2 separate regions of the Rattus norvegicus genome follow, and region 1 is linked to region 2. A link is a contact called in public Hi-C data. All regions are on one chromosome and are shown on one strand. The core of a region is the stretch at or near the end of the contact, and the rest is flanking DNA. Distances in the headings are between cores, read along the strand shown.

Evidence for each region. A called contact is a pair of places that touch in the nucleus more often than the background predicts.
Region 1: a Hi-C map of mammary epithelial cells shows a contact between it and region 2, with 1.7 times the contacts expected there. The contact joins the enhancer-like site here to the promoter of Bhlhe41 in region 2. A contact is called at or near these places in 2 of 12 Hi-C or Micro-C datasets (mammary epithelial cells and psoas muscle).

What each region holds. Positions count from the first base shown.
Region 1 is chr4:180,704,345-180,709,492 of GRCr8, forward strand. No RefSeq gene overlaps it. Among named protein-coding and RNA genes, the nearest start is that of Sspn, 79 kb to the left of the region's middle. Within about 2 kb of position 3,292, at least 8 of the 93 cell types and tissues checked have an H3K27ac peak or open chromatin away from gene starts, as enhancers often do.
Region 2 is chr4:180,566,377-180,571,486 of GRCr8, forward strand. Bhlhe41 (basic helix-loop-helix family, member e41) reads right to left here and starts at 2,979. Exons shown (of 5, transcript NM_133303.2): 1 at 2,651-2,979; 2 at 2,450-2,513; 3 at 2,036-2,143; 4 at 1,545-1,656; 5 at 1-1,153. The coding sequence starts at 2,712. The coding sequence ends at 267.

The sequences.
Region 1 (5,148 bases), core at 2,042-4,541, 140 kb after region 2:
TCGTGTGCTGGGCTGCTACAGGAAGGACCTCTTGCTCGTAGGTCTCAGGGCAGTCATTTGAGACAGGCAAAGTCGATGGCTTCGACAAGTTTCTTTTCTTGAAACAACGTTAATTTGTCCAGTTTTGTGGCTTTTTTATGTGGAACAGCATTAGCTCATCCAAGCCTGTGGTTTATTTGAAAACGAAATTCCGGTAAATCTTCCGCACCATCTGGCAGTGCGGTGATTGGCTGTGAGTTAGGAGCAAGCCACCAAGCGCGCAAGAAAACAGAGCGACAAAAGCCACCAGGAACAGTGAAGGTCTTGTCGTTTCTGTGCCCAGACAAACCCACAGGACTCTGAGGATGGGTCTGTGCCCAGAGGACAGAGCTGGAAACTGTCATTCTCGAGGTGGAAATGCATTTCTCCCAGTATCTGGGGCCTGGGAGGGCACACGTGGGCTCTGAAAGGCAATGTGGATGATCAGGAAAGAGGAAACGGTTAACACCAAGTTTACTCTTTGGAGTATGGAAAAATGGCTGAGCCTGTGTCCTCCAATGACAAGGGAGATGTCACTTTTAATTAGCTGTCTGTCATACCCACCTTCCTTCACTGATGTCTATAATATCATAGCGTGTTTCCATCCCTACCTACCATGTGGATTGTGCTAACCTAGGCACAGGAGAGAGAGGGGTATGGGCCAGACACATATGCCATTGTCTTAAAAGCATTTACGTCCAGAATGACAGACATTTTCCAAACTGTATCTTTTAAATAATTTCTGAATACAGGAGGCATCATTCAGGGATGAAGAGACAGCTGGGGGTTGGGGCATAGCCAGGATGAGGACCTGTGCTTGGTAAGTGGCTGAGGAGGCCCCAGGGCTGGTGACAACTGATAAGAAACCTCACGATCAGAAATGCTGGCCACGCAAAGGGTGGAGAAGCCTCCTGTGCCCTTGGAAATAGGAGTGGAGTGGCGGCCTGCTGAGATAATTCCAAAGCAGTGTAGGGTGAGGTAGGAAAGGGAGACAGGAGCCACATCCATGGGCTGTGAGAAGCCGGGTCCCACTGTCACACGGGGGAAAGGCATGGCCCACCTGACATCACTAGGGGGAAGTAGATTGCAGACCAGTGGTGGAGGTAGAAGAGACAGTGGTGTCTTGAGAAAGGATATAAGAGAAAAAATACCTTAGGTAACATGTGAGAATACTGCTGATGTGTTCAACATTGGGGAGTAAAGGCCACCATGAAGTAAGGGTGCTCCCAGGTCAGGAGAGGGACATGCTGTTTAAGGCAAAGGTTAAAAGCAAGTTTTCATCATGTGAAGTCTGAGATAACATTTCTTTTTCCTTTTTTTTTTTTTTAAAAAAATAAGAATGTTTTCATTTCTTTTTTTTTCTTTTTTCTTTTGAAATTCTCAGTATTTTTTTATTGGGTATTTTTTATTTACATTTCAAATGTTATTCCCTTTCCTGGTTTCCCAAACATAAGCCCCCTATCCCATCACCCTCCCCTTCTTCTATAAGGGTGTTCTCCCTCCCCAACTACCACCCATTCCTGCCCCCTCCAACATTCCCCTTACACTGGGTTCCAGCCTTGGCAGGACCAAGGGCTACTCCTCCCATTGGTATTCAACAAGGCCATCCTCTGCTACATATGCAGCTGGAGCCATGGGTCTGTCCAGTGTAGTCTTTGGGTGGTGGTTTAGTCCCTGGGAGCTCTGGTTGGTTGGTATTCTTGTTCTTATGGGGTTGCAAGCCCCTTCAGCTCCTTTGATCCTTTTAGAGAAAGGATTGAATTAGAGAGATGGCATTTCTTTTTTTTTTTTTTATTAACTTGAGTATTTCTTATATACATTTCGAATGTTATTCCCTTTCCCGGTTTCCGGGCAAACATCCCCCTCCCCCCTCCCCTTCCTTATGGGTGTTCCCCTCCCAACCCTCCCCCCATTGCCGCCCTCCCCCCATAGACTAGTTCACTGGGGGTTCAGTCTTAGCAGGACCCAGGGCTTCCCCTTCCACTGGTGCTCTTACTAGGATATTCATTGCTACATATGGGGTCAGAGTCCAGGGTCAGTCCATGTATAGTCTTTAGGTAGTGGCTTGAGATGGCATTTCTAATTGGCAACAGAAAGCAAGTTTTCTAGAGTTCAGCAGAAAAAAATTTCAGGATTAGCATAAAGCTGATCACTGGGCCCCTGTAAAGTGGGGCGCTGATCTAGCCTTGGACCCATGCAGAGTGGGGCGCTGATCTAGCCTTGGACACATGCAGAGTGGGGTGCTGATCTAGCCTTGGACCCATGCAGAGTGGGGCACTGATCTAGCAGAGGGAACCAGTCGTTCCTTAAGATGAGAACATTAGTGATTCTCAGCCCTGGCCTCCACTGAGGCTGGGGAAGAGTGGACATGGAGGGTCTAACCACGTATGTCTGGTGACCCCAGCCTACTTGTGTGTGGCCTCCAGCCCCTATCGCCTCTTTGACACACTATACCCCTTGGCTACCTCTCATAAATGAGTCTGGACAAAGTTCCAGGTCTTGGAAATCAGACCGGAGCTATTCAGACAGGAATCCTAGAGCTACAGAGCTCTGGAACATAGAGTATAGGGGATACTTCATGGGCCGGTTAGGCATGTCCCTAAAGACTGTGGACTCTTCTCTTGCCTGGGTGAAAGTTAGAGCAGGTGATGATGTCAGAACTGGGAACTCTAAAGTGTTAAACACCAGACAATGGCCTTTGGTGCTCGACACAGGGGAGCATCACACATAGGACGTCCATTGGGGGGTCAGAGGCCGTGGCCCCAGTGTCTGATAAGCAGGTCCTAGGTAAGGACTGTGGGCCACTCATCCTGCTGTCCTAGGGGTTTCTCCTGCAGTGTCTGCCCTGTGGTGAGCATCTAGCTCTGCACTGACCTTGTCACATGGGAGCGAGCAATCCATTTGCCACCGTTAACCATTTGCCACCATTGTTGTTGTGGGAGGAGAAGGAAGCTAAATGGCAGGGTGTGGGAGAATCCATGACAGAGCCTAACCTCCGCCAAGTTAGTCAGGTCTGGGGCATGAGAAGCTCTAGGCTATTCACAGGCTTTTAACCTCAGAGGGTTGGCACAGGTGCAGGGACAGGCCATCCCCGAGGCTGTGCTCACACGGGAAATTCCACACAGCAGTGATGTGCAGAGACACGAAGGACAGCACGGTTTCTGTTTGTCTGTCCATCCCAGACTCAGGTCCTTCTAGTTGGACCCCGAGGGCTTCGCAAGAGCTGGTCAAGGGATCTGAAGTCTAGGGTTGCCTTGTGAGCCTGGTGAGTCAGGAGAGAGTGGGAGAGAAAAGTCAGCTCAATCTTTGTGAATGAGGTCATTTGGGGAAGACTAGGGTTAGAGAATGAATGCTGGAACATTCTCAGCAGCCCGTCCTTCCAGAACTGGAGCATCGACAGTAAGAATCAAAGTTCTTTGGCCTGGAGAGATGGCTCAGCAGTTAAGAGCACTGACTGCGCTCTTCCAGACGTCCTGAGTTCAATTCCCAGCAACCACGTGGTGGCTCACAGCCATCTGTAATGGGATCCGATGCCCTCTTCTGGTGTGTCTGAGGACAGCAACAGTGTACTCATATACAATAAATAAATAAATCTTAAAAAAAAAAAAGAATCAAAGTTCTCTATACACAGGACTTGGACATGGTTGACTGGAGTCCAGGTCATGCTGCTCCAGGTGAAGTCTATCTGTTTCTCTTCTCAGAGACTCAGCAGGCAGCCCTCCTACCAGACCCAGGGCTGTCTGTGCTGAATAGTCAACTCCCAGCTTTCATCCTCTACGGAGTACATGGGAGACAGACAGACCTCAGATACGGTGGCATCTGTGGGATAAGAATATCCTTCCCTGCCTCTCCCCCTCTTCTTCCTCTTCCTTCTCTCCCTCGTCTTCCTTCCCCTCTTCCGCTCTTCCTCCTCTTCTGCTCTCTCTTCCCTTTTCCTCTCCCCAGCAACCCTAATATCCCTGTAACCGAGCCAAGGAAAGATGAGCCTGACATGGGAAGGTTTGTGAGCCAGCGATGAACCAAGGTGTCATTCCAAACCCTACCAGTGGCATATTTTATAGCCTTGGGCAAACCACCCAATCTGCCTGCTGCTTCCTTCCAAACTCAGAAGCAAACTGAAAGGGGACTGCGAGAATTCATTAGCTTGGTGGAAAAATTTGCACAACCTGGTCCCGTGTGCACAATGATGACCCCTTTCTATTCCAGAAGCCCTGGATCCTTTCTTGGGTTCACTTTGATCGTGGGTTTGCAACTAAATGGCAGCTCTAAGCAGAGGGTTCTAAGAGCCCAAGCTCCAGCCTCTTTCCGATTCAACTCAAAGAGGCTTTCAGCAGGATGCACGTCAAGACGTCTTTGCAGCAAGTGGTATGTGAGGAAGACATTAAGCTTTATTCCTCTTGCAAATTAAGGCAACGGGAAATGTGTGTTTTCAAGTTGTGGCCTTGAACTTTATAAGTTCATTTACTTCCAAGGACTCGCTTGTCTCTAGGGTTTTGCTCAGTGTGTCGCATATTTAAACCACCTCACGCATGCTTATGGCCCAATCTATAAATACACGGACACCTAAATCATAGAGGGTAAAAGCAAGCACTTGTTGAGTTTTATTCTGTCATTGCATTCAACTGACCCACAAGCAGAGCAATGTTTCTGGGCATTCTCTTTTGCTTTGACTGGGCTCATGTTTTGCTTAGGTTATGATGAGACGGAGGGCAACCTACCTGGGTGCAGTCTCTGAGGCACTAGTCCAACTGGGTGCACACAAGGGAAGAAAAAGACACCAAGCACTGAACACTATGGCATGAGCCGTCATATTTACTTCTTTTTTTTTTTTTTTTTTTTTTCGGAGCTGGGGACCGAACCCAGGGCCTTGAGCTTCCTAGGTAAGCGCTCTACCACTGAGCTAAATCCTCAGCCCCGAGCCGTCATATTTAAAAAGACAGGCCGTCATATTTAAGATCTAGGTGTCTAGATTGTCTGAGTCGACACAGGACGTCGTCTATATCATCTGTCTATCAATACTCTTTTTGGATCAGTCTATCAGATTAACTTCGAAGCCTAGAGGAGAGTCACCAGCTGATGTTGCATCCCAGGGCAGCCAGTTCAGAGCAGACAGACAGTAGGGATGTTCCG
Region 2 (5,110 bases), core at 1,729-4,228:
TAAGATAACCAGTATTTCTCAGGGAGGCTCTGTGACAGCAGGGATGGGGAAGGGAGTGTCAAAGGGTAGAGGGTGGGGTGGCAGAAGGGTGAGAAAGGGGCAAAACAGGAACTCCAAACATACACAAAACACCTGTTTTTGTCCTAAGCCTGTCGAGCAGAGCATCTCTTACTCTTCCTCCCTGGTACGCCTTAGGGGATGTTTGAACTTGGAAACCTGGCGACTCCTCAGGAGCCCCCTGCCCTGTTCTGGAAGGAATGCTGGGTTCAGGGGGCGTCCTTGGCCGGCTGCGTGGCATCTTCCTGAGAGCTCTCTGGGTTCACGGCGTGCGGCAGGTGGGTGCGGCTATGCGCGTGCTGGGGGCGCAGCGACCCCGGGGGCGCCACCTCGTGCGCCAGGAATGGGGCACCAGCGGCCGAACCTGCCTTCTCCGGGGGTGGCGATAGCACGGACGACAAGCAAGGGAAAGCGGCGGCGGCGGCAGCGGCGGCTGCTGCGGGGATGCCGGGATACAGCAGCGGGAAGGGCGCGGCCGCCGCGGGGTACAGATACTTGTCCAGGCCACTCTTGTCTAGCCAGGGCTGTACGTAGGCGGCGGCGGACGGCGACAGCAGGTAGAAGGGCAGGCAGAAGGGCGCGGCGGCGGGCTGCGCGAAGGGCGCACCCCCGCCCAACGCCACGAGAGAGCCGAGCAGCGCGGGCTCCGGGCCCAGGAGCGCGCCGCGCGCCTCCAGCTTCAGCCTCTTGGGCGCAGGCGACGGGTCCCCGGGTGGCTCCTGCTTGACGGCGGCGCGGCCCTGCTCCGCCTCGCCTCCATAGCCGCTGTCGGTGTCCGTGTCGTGCTCGGGCTCCGTGCCGGGCTGAGTCCGCTGGATGACCGGCACGCAGCGGGCGACGCGCTCGGAACCGGAGGCGGCTGCAGCCCCAGCGCTGCAGGGCGCGCGCCCAGGGCCCCTGCCTGGGGTCACCTGTGGCGTCAGAAGCTGGGTAGCCACAGCGTGCAGGTGGCTGACGAGCTGTGCGCAGCGCGGTTCCCTGGGCGTCCAGCTCTCAAAGCGCGCGAGGTATTGCAAGACTTCTTTGGCGCAGGTTTGAAACCCCGAGTGGAACGCATCCAAGTCGGCCTGGACCGGCGATTTCAGAGAGCGCTCCCCTAGGGTGCACGGGGGAGGGAGGCGAGAAGAAAAACCGCGGCGTTAAGACATCTGCTCATCACGTGGGCCCTGCGCTGCCTACAGTGAGCTCGGCTTTTCCTGGGCATTCCAGCGATATAATCCGCAGACTGCCGAGAGGAGGGGGTGGCGCGGTGAGGCGCTCTCCTCCTGGCTGAAAAACCCAACTGGAGAGGTGCAGCCGCCACTTTAAATAAAAACGGGGCTCCTCCAAGCTCTGCAGAAAGCCTTTGGGATGCTCTGGGTACTTGCCACCAAAGGGAAAGAGGCGATGTTCACCAGAAGCAGGACGCAGCGGGGAGTCCTAGCATTGCGCCTCCAGTGTTACCCCGTTTCGTATCAGGGCAAGCTGGCTTCCTCAGACCCACTTACCATTCTGTAAAGCAATTATCTTCTGATGCTGCTGCTCCGTTAAGGCTGTTAAAGCTTTTAAGTGCTTCAAAGTTAATTCCAAGACTACTGCTTTCTCCAGATGCCCCAGTGTCTGCAGTGGTGCAACAAAGAGGGGGAGACAGGGGTTAGTTTAAAACACGCAATTTTATTTGATTAGCCTTCCACGCAGCCCAGCAACTTAGGCGCGCGCGCGCGCGCGCGCGCACACACACACACACACACACACACACACACACACACACTACTGGGAAGGAAGCTCTGCTCAGCTCCTCACAGACAGGTCATCAATGATTTCTGCCATCAGCCTGGAGCCCCTGTTCTGAGTCCCTGGGAAACTCTTAGTTACAGCACAAGTTAAAAGGCAGGCTTCTTAATATTTATATATATATATATATTTTATCCTATCTCTGGGAGTTATATCAGGCAAATACACCCCGGAGACCACCAAAGAATGAAAATGTGCATCTTACTGTCAATTTCAGATGTTCAGGCAGTAAGTCTTTCAGCTGAGCAATACATTCATTAATTCGGTCTCGTCTCTTCTTTTCTATTAATCTGTGCGGTAATTTGTAGGTATCCTTCATAACGTGCCAGAGAAAAGACACAGCAGTAAGATTCATTCACTTACTGGATAGAACCCTCCCACCCCAACCCCCAAACACACTATGTAATGAACTAATGCCCAGAACTCTCTCCTCTAGACTTCTAAAATGCAATTTAAATTCAGGTGCGGTGTTGAATATCCCCCGGAGTATCAAGCAAGCCACTTAAAATTCACAGTTAGGAAAGCTCAGGGCTGGAATATATTTGCGGGCAGAGTTTCCTTGCGAAATCAATGGCCCTAATTAACTATCCAGGCAGGTTATGGGAAACTTAGGACTTACCTTGGTGTCGTCTCGCTTCAAGCTCCTTTTGGGTTTACACATATACAAAGAGGAATAGTCCAGTCTGCAAAAACAGAAATCAGCATCAGGCTCCCATTCCGGGAGGGGCTCTGCCCTCACCCGCTCCATATCACTTTGTGCAGGGGGGAAAAAGCCAAACCGACGCCTAGACAGATATTCGCAACGGTGCGTACACCTTACCCTATAAAATCCCTATGTTCCAGTAACTGTCTCTCTTGCAAATGAGGGATTCCTTCGTCCATGTTCAATGGCTGTCCGTTTCCTCCGTTTCGATTTGGAGGGTTCTGTCCTGTGATCCGTGGGACGGTCGTCTGGAGAGATTTTGGGGGGTTGTGTGCGTCTCCAGGCTGTCTCGCTCTCCCTCTTCAGTGCAGTATTGAAAGTGTGAAGCAGTTGGCCGCCCCTCCGCCCCGTGCTCGCTCGCTCGCCCTCTCGCACACCCGCGCGCGCACACCCGCGCGCACACACGCACTGCGCTGGTAGTTTGCTCTCACTCCGGGCAGTGTTTGGCCACAGGGCACGCGCGTCGCCGGCCAGACCAGCACCCAGCTCACGTGCGGAACGTACCATCCGCGGTCCAGCCTAGAGGGGGGCGGGGAGGAGGGGCCGGGAGGGGGCGGGGACACCTGATTGGGGCCACCTGGAGGGAGCGGCCACCCGGCGAGCGGTTCGTCTTCCCCTAGGCGCTGCAGAGCGCGGGGGCGGGGCGGGACGCGGGGCACCCCCGGCTCGACCAGCATCTCGGTGCAGAACCGTGGACGTGGCCTTTTGCTTTCCCACCGATTGCTCTTGGTTTGGGCCAGAGAAAGAACGCGAATTCGTGGTGGCTAAACTTGAGCGGGGAAGGAAAATTCGGAGCCTTTGCTCATCGCTTACTGGCCAGGCGTGAAGGGGGGTCGGATAGAATGACGCCCTCTAGGTCAGGCTGGAGGTCTATCCTGAAAAGGGGTGACTTGCAATTCGCTCCCCGGATTTAAGAACAGTGAAAATGTAGATAGACACTGATTCTGAATGTCGCATTCCAAGTGGTTTTGGCAACAGTGTCCCCGGGCCACCTAAACTTCCCGCAGCAGCCGGAATTGCGGTGCCACTAATCACAGAGGCAGATGACGTTTGGTGCCTCGGGTGCTCCCGGGGGAAAGCAGGGAGGGGGAAGGGTGGCACGGAGCGGGAGGCACACAAGGACTGCTGCGGGAAAGCCACGCAGTCGGGTCCTGCCCGCCCCAGCCCGCGAGACGCCGTGCTGCCTCCCGCCTCCTTCGTGCGATAAGCCACGCCGAGAGTGTGGCGAGCCCACGTTTACTACTGGCACCTCCGCGGCCTCCCTCCTTAATCCTGTCTCCAGCGGGTACCAGCACAGGGCCGGCAACGTGATGCGACCTGCAGCGGCTGCCACATCAGCGCGCAGGGATGCCGTGCGCGCGCCCCGTGTCCTCGGGAGCTCGGTCCACACGGCCGGGGACAGCCGTCCCCAGGTGCCCAGTGTCCCCGCAACTCTGGATAAATACGAATCTGAATTCCATCGGGGAATGGGGGTGGGGGCGGGAGACTCCGGGTTTCTCCTAACACTGAATTGATAATCAACGTTTCCTCTCGGACATTCGCGATTGCCCGTGGCACGTGAACACAGAAGGAACCTGGGCCCCAAATGCACGCGCATCAGGGGCAGGGCAGCCGCGCTTGGGTTCCGGGGACGGATCTGGGTCGCGGGCCAGGGCGGCTGGAGCGGGTCACGTGCTGCGGAGCCTCCTCCTGGCCTAGCCGCGCGGCAGTGGAGCCCGAGTCCTGGGCGGAGCTACTGGGATCAGTTCCTTTCTAGCACCCTCCAGGGTTCCTCGAGTAGGACGACACGGCTTGTTTTACAGCAGGCAACTAATTAATGATAATAGTGAAAGTGATTTTTAAATGCAGATTTGGACATTTATCTTAAGCCCTAACCCCCATCTCTTGCCTCTAAGTGGTTGAGCTTTCTGATTCTGAGGCAAGGGAGAGCTCCCAAGGGCTTATCCATGCAGTAAAGCTCCCGGCTTCCTCTAGTTCTTAACTGACCAGGTTAGATAGCTGCGCCGGTGGCTAAGGTGAATTAAAACAGAATAGCAGCAATAACACCCCCTCTGTCGTCTGGATTTCTGAAAGTTCGCGGCTCTCCAAACATACTGTAGAGCCAATCCCACTTTTAAAGTGATGGGAGAGTCAGAGGGATATATAAGCCTTGTCAGTACACAGGAGTCTCAGGCCATCATCTAGTCAAAGGGACTAACTCGGGCGGCTTTTGGCTGAAGCCAAACAGGGACTAGAGGGGTGGGGGAGGGGGGTTCAGGGGTAGCAACAGGAACCTTGGGGATCTAGGGGAGGGCGGAGGTGAGCTTGTAAACTCACCCCTCTGAAAAGCCTTGCCTTCAACCTTCCCTCATAAGGTTTTCCCCTCCCTGGCTCCCCGCCCTTCTTACCCACATTCTTAATTCTGTAGTCAGCATTTCTGTAATCTCTTACACTTCTGATACCAGCTGACTATGTAAGTTATTGGCCTTTTGCCCATTTTATCTGATAGATAGATAGATAGATAGATAGATAGATAGATAGATAGATAGATAGATAGATATGCATGCCATGGGTGGTTTTTTTTCTTTTTCTTTTTTA